2 separate regions of the Sus scrofa genome follow, and region 2 is linked to region 1. A link is a contact called in public Hi-C data. All regions are on one chromosome and are shown on one strand. The core of a region is the stretch at or near the end of the contact, and the rest is flanking DNA. Distances in the headings are between cores, read along the strand shown. Region 1 holds the start of RTCA (RNA 3'-terminal phosphate cyclase). Region 2 has its middle 38 kb from the start of FRRS1.

What was found. Hi-C and Micro-C count contacts between places; a contact is called where the count stands out from the background.
Region 2: a contact with region 1 is called in a Hi-C map of skeletal muscle, with 5 times the contacts expected there. A contact is called at or near these places in 1 of 5 promoter capture datasets (fetal liver), 3 of 47 Hi-C or Micro-C datasets (embryonic fibroblasts, fibroblasts and skeletal muscle) and 1 of 2 datasets of targeted methods (skeletal muscle).

The regions. Positions count from the first base shown.
Region 1 is chr4:117,874,028-117,877,942 of Sscrofa11.1, forward strand. It overlaps RTCA (RNA 3'-terminal phosphate cyclase), which reads right to left and starts at 1,603. Exons shown (of 11, transcript NM_001243470.1): 1 at 1,395-1,603; 2 at 1,202-1,302. The coding sequence starts at 1,439.
Region 2 is chr4:118,290,778-118,294,432 of Sscrofa11.1, forward strand. It overlaps a transcript of FRRS1 not described here. Among named protein-coding and RNA genes, the nearest start is that of FRRS1, 38 kb to the right of the region's middle.

The sequences.
Region 1 (3,915 bases), core at 353-2,852:
ACAGGGGGCTGACCATGGAAAGAGGCAGCAAAAGGTCAGTCATCTCCAGGCCAAGGAGAGAGGCCTGAAATAGAATCTCCCCTTATAGTCCTCAGAGGAAACCAACCTGACCAGCACCCTAATCTTGGACTTCCAGCCTACAGAACTGGGAGAAAAAGCAAATTTCTGTTGTTAGGCCACCTAGTCTGTGGGATTTTGTTATGTCAGCCCAGCAAACTAATAAAGTACTTAACACAGCCTCAATGAATTAATTTACCTATTAGTGAAATGGATAGCTGAAAACTACTGCTGTGACAAAGGGAATTCATGTTCACACACATCAGTAACTGCCCTTTAATAATTTCAAAGTGAAGAGTGGATAAAAGACTAAGAGACACTTAATCCATGAGAACAAAACATATACAAAATACAAAGAATTGGTCTGGCATCACCCTGGGTCCTCTTCTAACAGGCGCTTATACCTGACACTTAAACTAGTGGCATGCCTAGCTCCCCAGACAGAAGAAACAAGGTCAATGTCAACGTAAATATTCCCTCGCCACAACGGATAATCCTGGTGGCATCCACAGCTTCCTAGAGGTCTGAATAAAACTGGAATGACACATCTCAGGGTTCTTTCCTGCTCTTCTGAGAATAAAATGTGCGATAGCAGAAAATACAATGGTTAAAAAGTGAGGTTTTCTCTGTCTAGACCTTGAGGCTGCTCTGCGCTGATTTACCCTGCCCGCTGCTACGAGGTCTCCCGGTTGCTACGCACGACCGAGGAGATGGGGAAATGTTTTAAAAGATAAAGAGACAACTCTGGCCCAATAGAGAAAACACGGGCTTATTTTGTGAACTTGCCCCTTGAGGCTTTCAAGAGCATACAAGCCCAGCTACAGATAACCCCCGGGCACGGCCGGAGCGCTCTTCCCCGGGTCGCTGCGTCCTCAACCCTGGGACCGGGATCTCCCGGCATCCCCGCCGGGCTCCGGATGCCCAGCCCCACCGCGCGCTCCCCATCCCCACCCCACCCCCAAACCACAGGTGGGCGCCCGCCCCCACCGTCCAGTCCCACCGCTAGTATCCTTCTCTCCCTCAGTGCCCAGCCCGTTGCCAGCCCCTCACCCCTCCAGCCCCACGACTTGTCCCCCCAGCCCCTCAGTCCCCAGCCCGGCGCCCGCCCTCATCCTCCAGTCCCGCGACCCGGCTTCCCAATTACCTCAGGCCGGGCGTGCTGCGGCCGGCTCGAATCTTCTGCACCCGCAAGGGGAGGCCCAGCAGGCAGCTCAAGGCCGTCGACACCCTCAGGATCTGCCCGCCCTGGTGCGGAGAGAAGAGAGAGAACATCACACGGGACCAGGGGCAGCTCGGGGGCAGCCGCCACCGGCCAGGCCTCCGGCCCCCGCACTCACCCCTTCCATGATGCCGCCGTCCACCTCCACCCGCGGCCCCGCCATGGGAGTCGCCCTGGGGCCTGGCCCACTGCGACGCAGCCTCGGCCCGAGCCGGAGGAAGGGGAGAAGCAGGCTCCGGCCCCGCAGCTCCGGAATCTCAGTCTTGACTCGAGGCCGCGGGACGCCGCCGAAAGAGAGAAGACTGGCCGGCTGCCGGAACGCCCGGATCAGGGAAGGCGAACCGCACCGAGAAGCCGGCAGCCCGCAGACTGCGCGTGCGCGTGCGCGCGGCGGGGCGCAGCGCTTAAAGGGGCGGCGCCCAGACTATTCCCGCGAATTAGAAGCTTTCCCCGAGGAACGCTGGCTGCCACCGGGGAGCTCCGGGACGAGGTAAGAAATGAGTCCCCGGAAGATTTGTACCCTAAGCGCCGCAAACCCCACAGATTACAGAAAGCCTGTTTCACCTCTAGTTGGATCCTCCAGTTGTCTCGCCGGCTTGTACATCTGTGTTTACCTCGGTTTTCTCCAGGACCCTGTGGTACCCAGAACTGGAGATTCTTAGAGCTGAAGATGTAAGAAAGGTCCCCATCGGAACTTCCCTGGTGGTCTCATGGTTGGGACTCTGGGCTTTCACCGCTGTAGTAACTAACATGATTCACCTCAGACCAGGGCAGGAACAACAGCCAGCTTCTTGATTCTGCCTGTGGCTCAGTCCCTGCATTAATTACCAAATAATATGCAAGCCTGTAGATAATCAAAGAAGAGTAAGGTAGTTGCTGGCCCGAAGTTATTGGAAGTAAGTAGGAAAAACTATTTTTACGGCGTCATTCTTCTTGACGATGTACTGTACATATTAGGTAAAGGGGGCAGCGATTAGGATATTATAAATCATAGATAGCAATAACAGCCAACACTTATTGAGCGCTTAGCTGCTGCGTGCTACATTCAGAACCTGCTCAAGTACTCTGATTTACAGCTGCATATCTTAACTTGCTCTAAGGCCACACAGTTGTTAACTAGAAGACTGGGACCTGAACCTACTTGGTCTGATGTGAACACCATTGACTCAATCCCAGTGTTCTACAACTTTTGTAGCAGAGGAAGCTCTAGGAACACATGTGCTTAACCCAATCTCTTATATCAAAACCAGACAAAGATGACATGGAAAGTAAATATTATAGACCAACTTTATAAATTTAGATGCTCCAGGATCAATCAAAATATTAACAAATCCAACAAAGTGTATAAAAGATTATACATTGTGGATATCATTTTAATACTAGAAAAAAATTTTTTAAAAAATTTTAGAATGACGTATCGAAAACCTAAGAACACATTAATAGATGAAGAAAAAGCATTTGAAAAAAATCAAGATCTACTATGATGAAAAAAATATCAAACAAAACTAGGAATAGGATTTCCTGATATGGCTCAATGTGTTAAGAACCCAACTGCAACAGCTCAAGTGACTGTGGAGGTGCGGATTTGATTGGGGGCATGATGGGTTAAAGGATCCAGCATTGCTGCAGGTGCGGCTCCCATTCAATCCCTGGCCCAGGAACTTCCATAGGCCTCGGGTGTGACCATAAAATAAAACTTGAAAAAAAAAACTGGGAATAAATGTAAACTCCATTAACCTGATTAAGGACGTCTGGAAGACCCTACAACAGATTTTATTGTTACTGACAGTAAATAATAGTAAAACATAAGATACTTTTTAAAATCAAAACAAGAATGCCCTTGATTATGGCTTCTTTTCATTACATAATAGTAGTCTAGTCTAGCCAGATTCTGCAAGAAAGAGATGAAAGACATGAGATTGGGAATTTCCGTTGTGGCGCAGCAGAAATGAATCCAACTAGGAACCATGAGGTTTCAGCCTCACTCAGTGGGTTAAGGATCCAGCGTTGCCATGAGCTGTGATATAAGTCACAGAACGCAGCTCGGATCTGGTGTTGCTGTGACTCTGGCTTAGGTTGGCAGCCACAGCTCTGATTAGACCCCTAGCCTGGGAACCTCCATATGCCTCGGATGCAGCCCTAAAAAGGACAAAAGACAAAAAAAAAAAAGACATAAGATTGCATGGACAAAAACAGCTCCATCATTATTCACAAGCGATATGATTACCTACATAGAACCCCTGCAAATCTTTAGATATATTATTGAAAATATAGTTTCAATAAAATTCCAATCAAATATTCACCAGGACTTTTTTAGGGAGCCTGATAAGCCAATCCTAAAATTTATATGAAGGAGTTCCTGTTGTGGCTATGTGGTTTAAAAACTGGACTGGTATCCATGAGGGTCTGGATTCAATCACTGGCCTTGCCCCATGGGGTAAGAATCCAGCAGCCCCAAGCTGGGGTGTAGGTCACTGATGCAGCTCAGAGCCTGTGTTGCTGTGGCTGTGATGTAGGCTGGTGGCTGCAGCTCTGATTAGACCCATTGCCTGGAAACTTCCATTTGCTGCAAATGTGGCCCAAAAAAGGAAAAAAAAATTATATGAAAGAACAAAGAGCAAGAATAACGAAAAAAGAAT
Region 2 (3,655 bases), core at 1,129-3,628, 420 kb after region 1:
AAATTTGAATGATGACTATGAAGTTTGTACTTTATTCCATGAGCAGTAGGAAGCCACAGTTTAACAAGTGATATGATCAAAGCTGTTTTCAAAGAAGATTAATCTGACAGAGACTTCGAGGGGGTGAAATTGGCAGTTTAGTACTGGTCTGGTTAGGAGGCTATATTAATAGTCAGGAAAGAGGTAATGAGAGCCTGAGCTATAATAGTGGTAGCGGATATTCACTCATAAATCAAACATTGACCTTTCTCAATGCACAAGCACTCTAATGGGAAAACATACAAATAAACTGGTAATTACAATATAGGGGGATAAATGCTAGAATAAGATTCAATTCACCAGAATAGATACACCTAACAAAACATACTTACTATTTATAAAGCAAAAGTGGATAGAACTACAGGGAGAAATTGATAAGTCTACGATCACAGTGGAATATGTCAACGCACATCTCAAAATTAATGGTAGGTTAAGGAAACAAAATATTGGTAAAGACACAAAATTTGAATAATGGAAGTAACTGTATTGATATTGGCTGAAATCAGAGAAGAGCATCTCTCAGAGAAGACCATATCCAACAACTGGAGAATGTACATTAAAATGCTCTCTCTCCTTTTCCCTTGCCCTAATTCTCTTTTATAGTCACCATTTCCCAACTTTTGAAAAGAAATACCTCTTATCCATCCCAAATGTTTCCTGATACAGCACCCTGGGGTCTAAACTCTTCAGAAGGACAACAAACTGTTGGTGTTAGAGAAGGCTCTTATAACCATAAACCTTCCACAGGTCATTGTCTTTTCCTCTCTTAGATGAATGTCTGGCAAGGATGAGGCATGGCCTTTGGAAGGAGTTGGTTTGATCCTTGTTGGGATGTTCCCAATTCAGTAGCACGGGACAGTTGGAGTTGATGACACTTGTTGTTTGACTGCCTTATCTCTTTCATACCCTCACTATTACTCAATAATGAGCTCCTCCTGAGGGAGTCGTATCAGAGCTACACACTCACTCAGGTGGATGAGAGAGGGGGCAGGGAGGACCTGGCAGAGCTGGCCGCAGTGCTGCAGTCCTAATACTGTAGCCGTAGCCTGGCCAGTCAATGGGCTGGAGCCCCTAAAGGCTTTCCCTGGCAAGGAGCACCCCCTGAGAGAGAAACTGGGAGGAAATTAACCAATAACCGCCAGTAACGATGAAACAGAAAGAAGCTTTTCTGAACTATCAGTAACAAAATGTATCAACTGTGTTGAAAAAGTCTTGATTATCTTTCTGTTTTTCTCATAGAAAATGATACAAAATGGCATTGTCATTTGAAGAAATGATTAAAAATAGCAAGTCAAAATGTAGAAAAATTATTATAGAGTATTAATTTTGTTATATTTTTCTCGGTTGTATGATATTTGTGGAATTTATCATCCTTTTAAAATGTATAATTTGTTGTGATTTTTGTTTTCATATTACGTAAATATTTGCCCTCCTAATTTTAAAAGTTTATAATGTATGCTTTTAAAAAGAGGTCTGCACCTCATATTTTATAGACTTTGGGCTAATGAAACTCAAATCCATCCTAGGACCTGATACTTATATTTCTCTTCCTCTTTGTCTTTGTTTTTCTCATTATTCCTTTTTCTTAAAAATAGACATACTAATTTATAAAAAAAAAAAAAAAAAAAAAAAAAAAAAAAAAAATCCTTTTTATTTTATTTTTTTTTTTCATGCTCTTTTCCTAACAAAACTTTCATTCTCATCTACGTATGTATAAAAACAAAGTTTTTAATGCTATAAATATAAATGAAAAATAGGAATAGCCAAATCCTGACTCATTCTAATAATAAAGTAATATTAACCCAAGGAGAATTTAACTTTTAACCATATTAAAAAATATCAGATGGTCAACTTAAAAAAATTGTGAAGGATGTGTTATTTTTTAAATTTCTTTTAAGGATACACAAGCAAAAACATTTGGAGACAACTGATCTAGGTGAATAAATATGGAAGGCTGTATAAATCAATCATGCAAGTCCTTTAAGGGCGCTGCTATCTATTTTTAACTGTCCTTTGGCAGATTTCAGCAGACAGCTGTATCAAACAGATGGCAGTGGCCCGAGCGTGTGAACGCTGCTTTGGCCCACTTATTTCCAGTTGCAAAACCTTTACAAATCCTAATATTTAAACAAAGTAATTCAGGCTAACATTTTTATAGTTTGGGGTGGAAATAACTCCCATTAATGGCTTAGAACAGAACACAGTCTCTATTGGCGGAAAAGTTCTGGTCCATTTCCTTCAGGGCCCTCTTTTTATTTGTCCAGAAGTCCTTGTGTGCTGGTTATCAGTACTTAGGAGCAAGCGAGGGTGAGGCTGGGGTTGATCTAGTCCACCTTGGTGCTGCAGTGTTGACATGTCAGCACTGGAGGTGCCTGCCTTCAGTTCAGAATCCCTCCCCGCCCCCGCATAAACCCCTCTTTTGGGCTCCCTAGGAGCTGGAGCACCAGCAAGAGCTGACTTGAGGATAGGCAGTCTCACTTCCCTCACGCTGTTCTTGTAGAAAGAGTCTGTTCAAACTGACCATCACTCCAGAATCATGGTTCTTTTTATTTCTCCCTCCAGCCGTTTTCCCCAGGGGTTGACTCTGTCAGGTCTCTCTGGGAGAGAATTAAGAGAGTTAATTGGAAATTACTAATCCTGCAAGAAGCAGGAGAGCGGCCTTTTATTTCTCAGATGTTCTGTGACAGAACATGCAGATCTAGCCTGGAACTGTCATGAAAGTATGATGATGGAAGTATTAGGAGAGCTTGGCTTGTACCCCCCTGGCATTTGGGGCAAACATGAATATGGAGCCCGGTGCCCATTTCTAGTCTGGAGATTTCTGAGAGTCTCTCTGGAGGTTGTGGCACTTGAGGAGAGTGTGACAAAGTAGACATAAAAAAAAGGCGACATCCCTTATCATATCTGTTTGAAGAAGACCTGAAGGTTCTTGAGGCTTTCAGAAAAAGCAACGTCAGACATAGGGAAAACAGGTTGCCATGTGGGGAAATAAATTTGCTCTTCTGGTCCTTAGACATGCACAATACCTAGGATTTCCTGGCATCTACTGCCACCATGTGGGTATTTACATTTATTGAATTCAGACTTGAATATTTCCCTGTTAAGGCTGGTCCTAAGCCAGAATATGAAGAATTTTTATTTTAGGGGCTGTTCTAGTACCCTTCAGCCTCAGGTTGGCTCCTAAGTCCCCTCTCAGTTCCTGTGCTCTCAGACTCACAGTGAGGTTCCATCATTAACTACCCTTCTCATCTATAGCCTCTGGCAAAGCAGTATATGAAAGCCGTGCTGCTGATACCTCATGACTTTGAGTTTCTGATAAATCAGTGTGAGGCAGAGAGACTCTGAAATGGTCCCCAAATATCTGTTTCCTGGTCTTCTTGCCCTGTGTAACTGTTTTACCTCAAGTGAGGAAGCTAAACTGTGTTTAGCTTCTAACCAGCAGGCTATGGCAGAGGTGATGGGCTGTCAGTTCCATAATTACATTACTGTGATTTCCAGCAGGTCCCCTGACTGCCTTCTTGGCTTGTGTGCATGAAGCAAGCATCCAAGTCCGGGAGGCCCAGTGAAGAGGAACTGAGGGCAGCTGCTGGCTGTCAGTAGGCAGGACAGTAAGGCC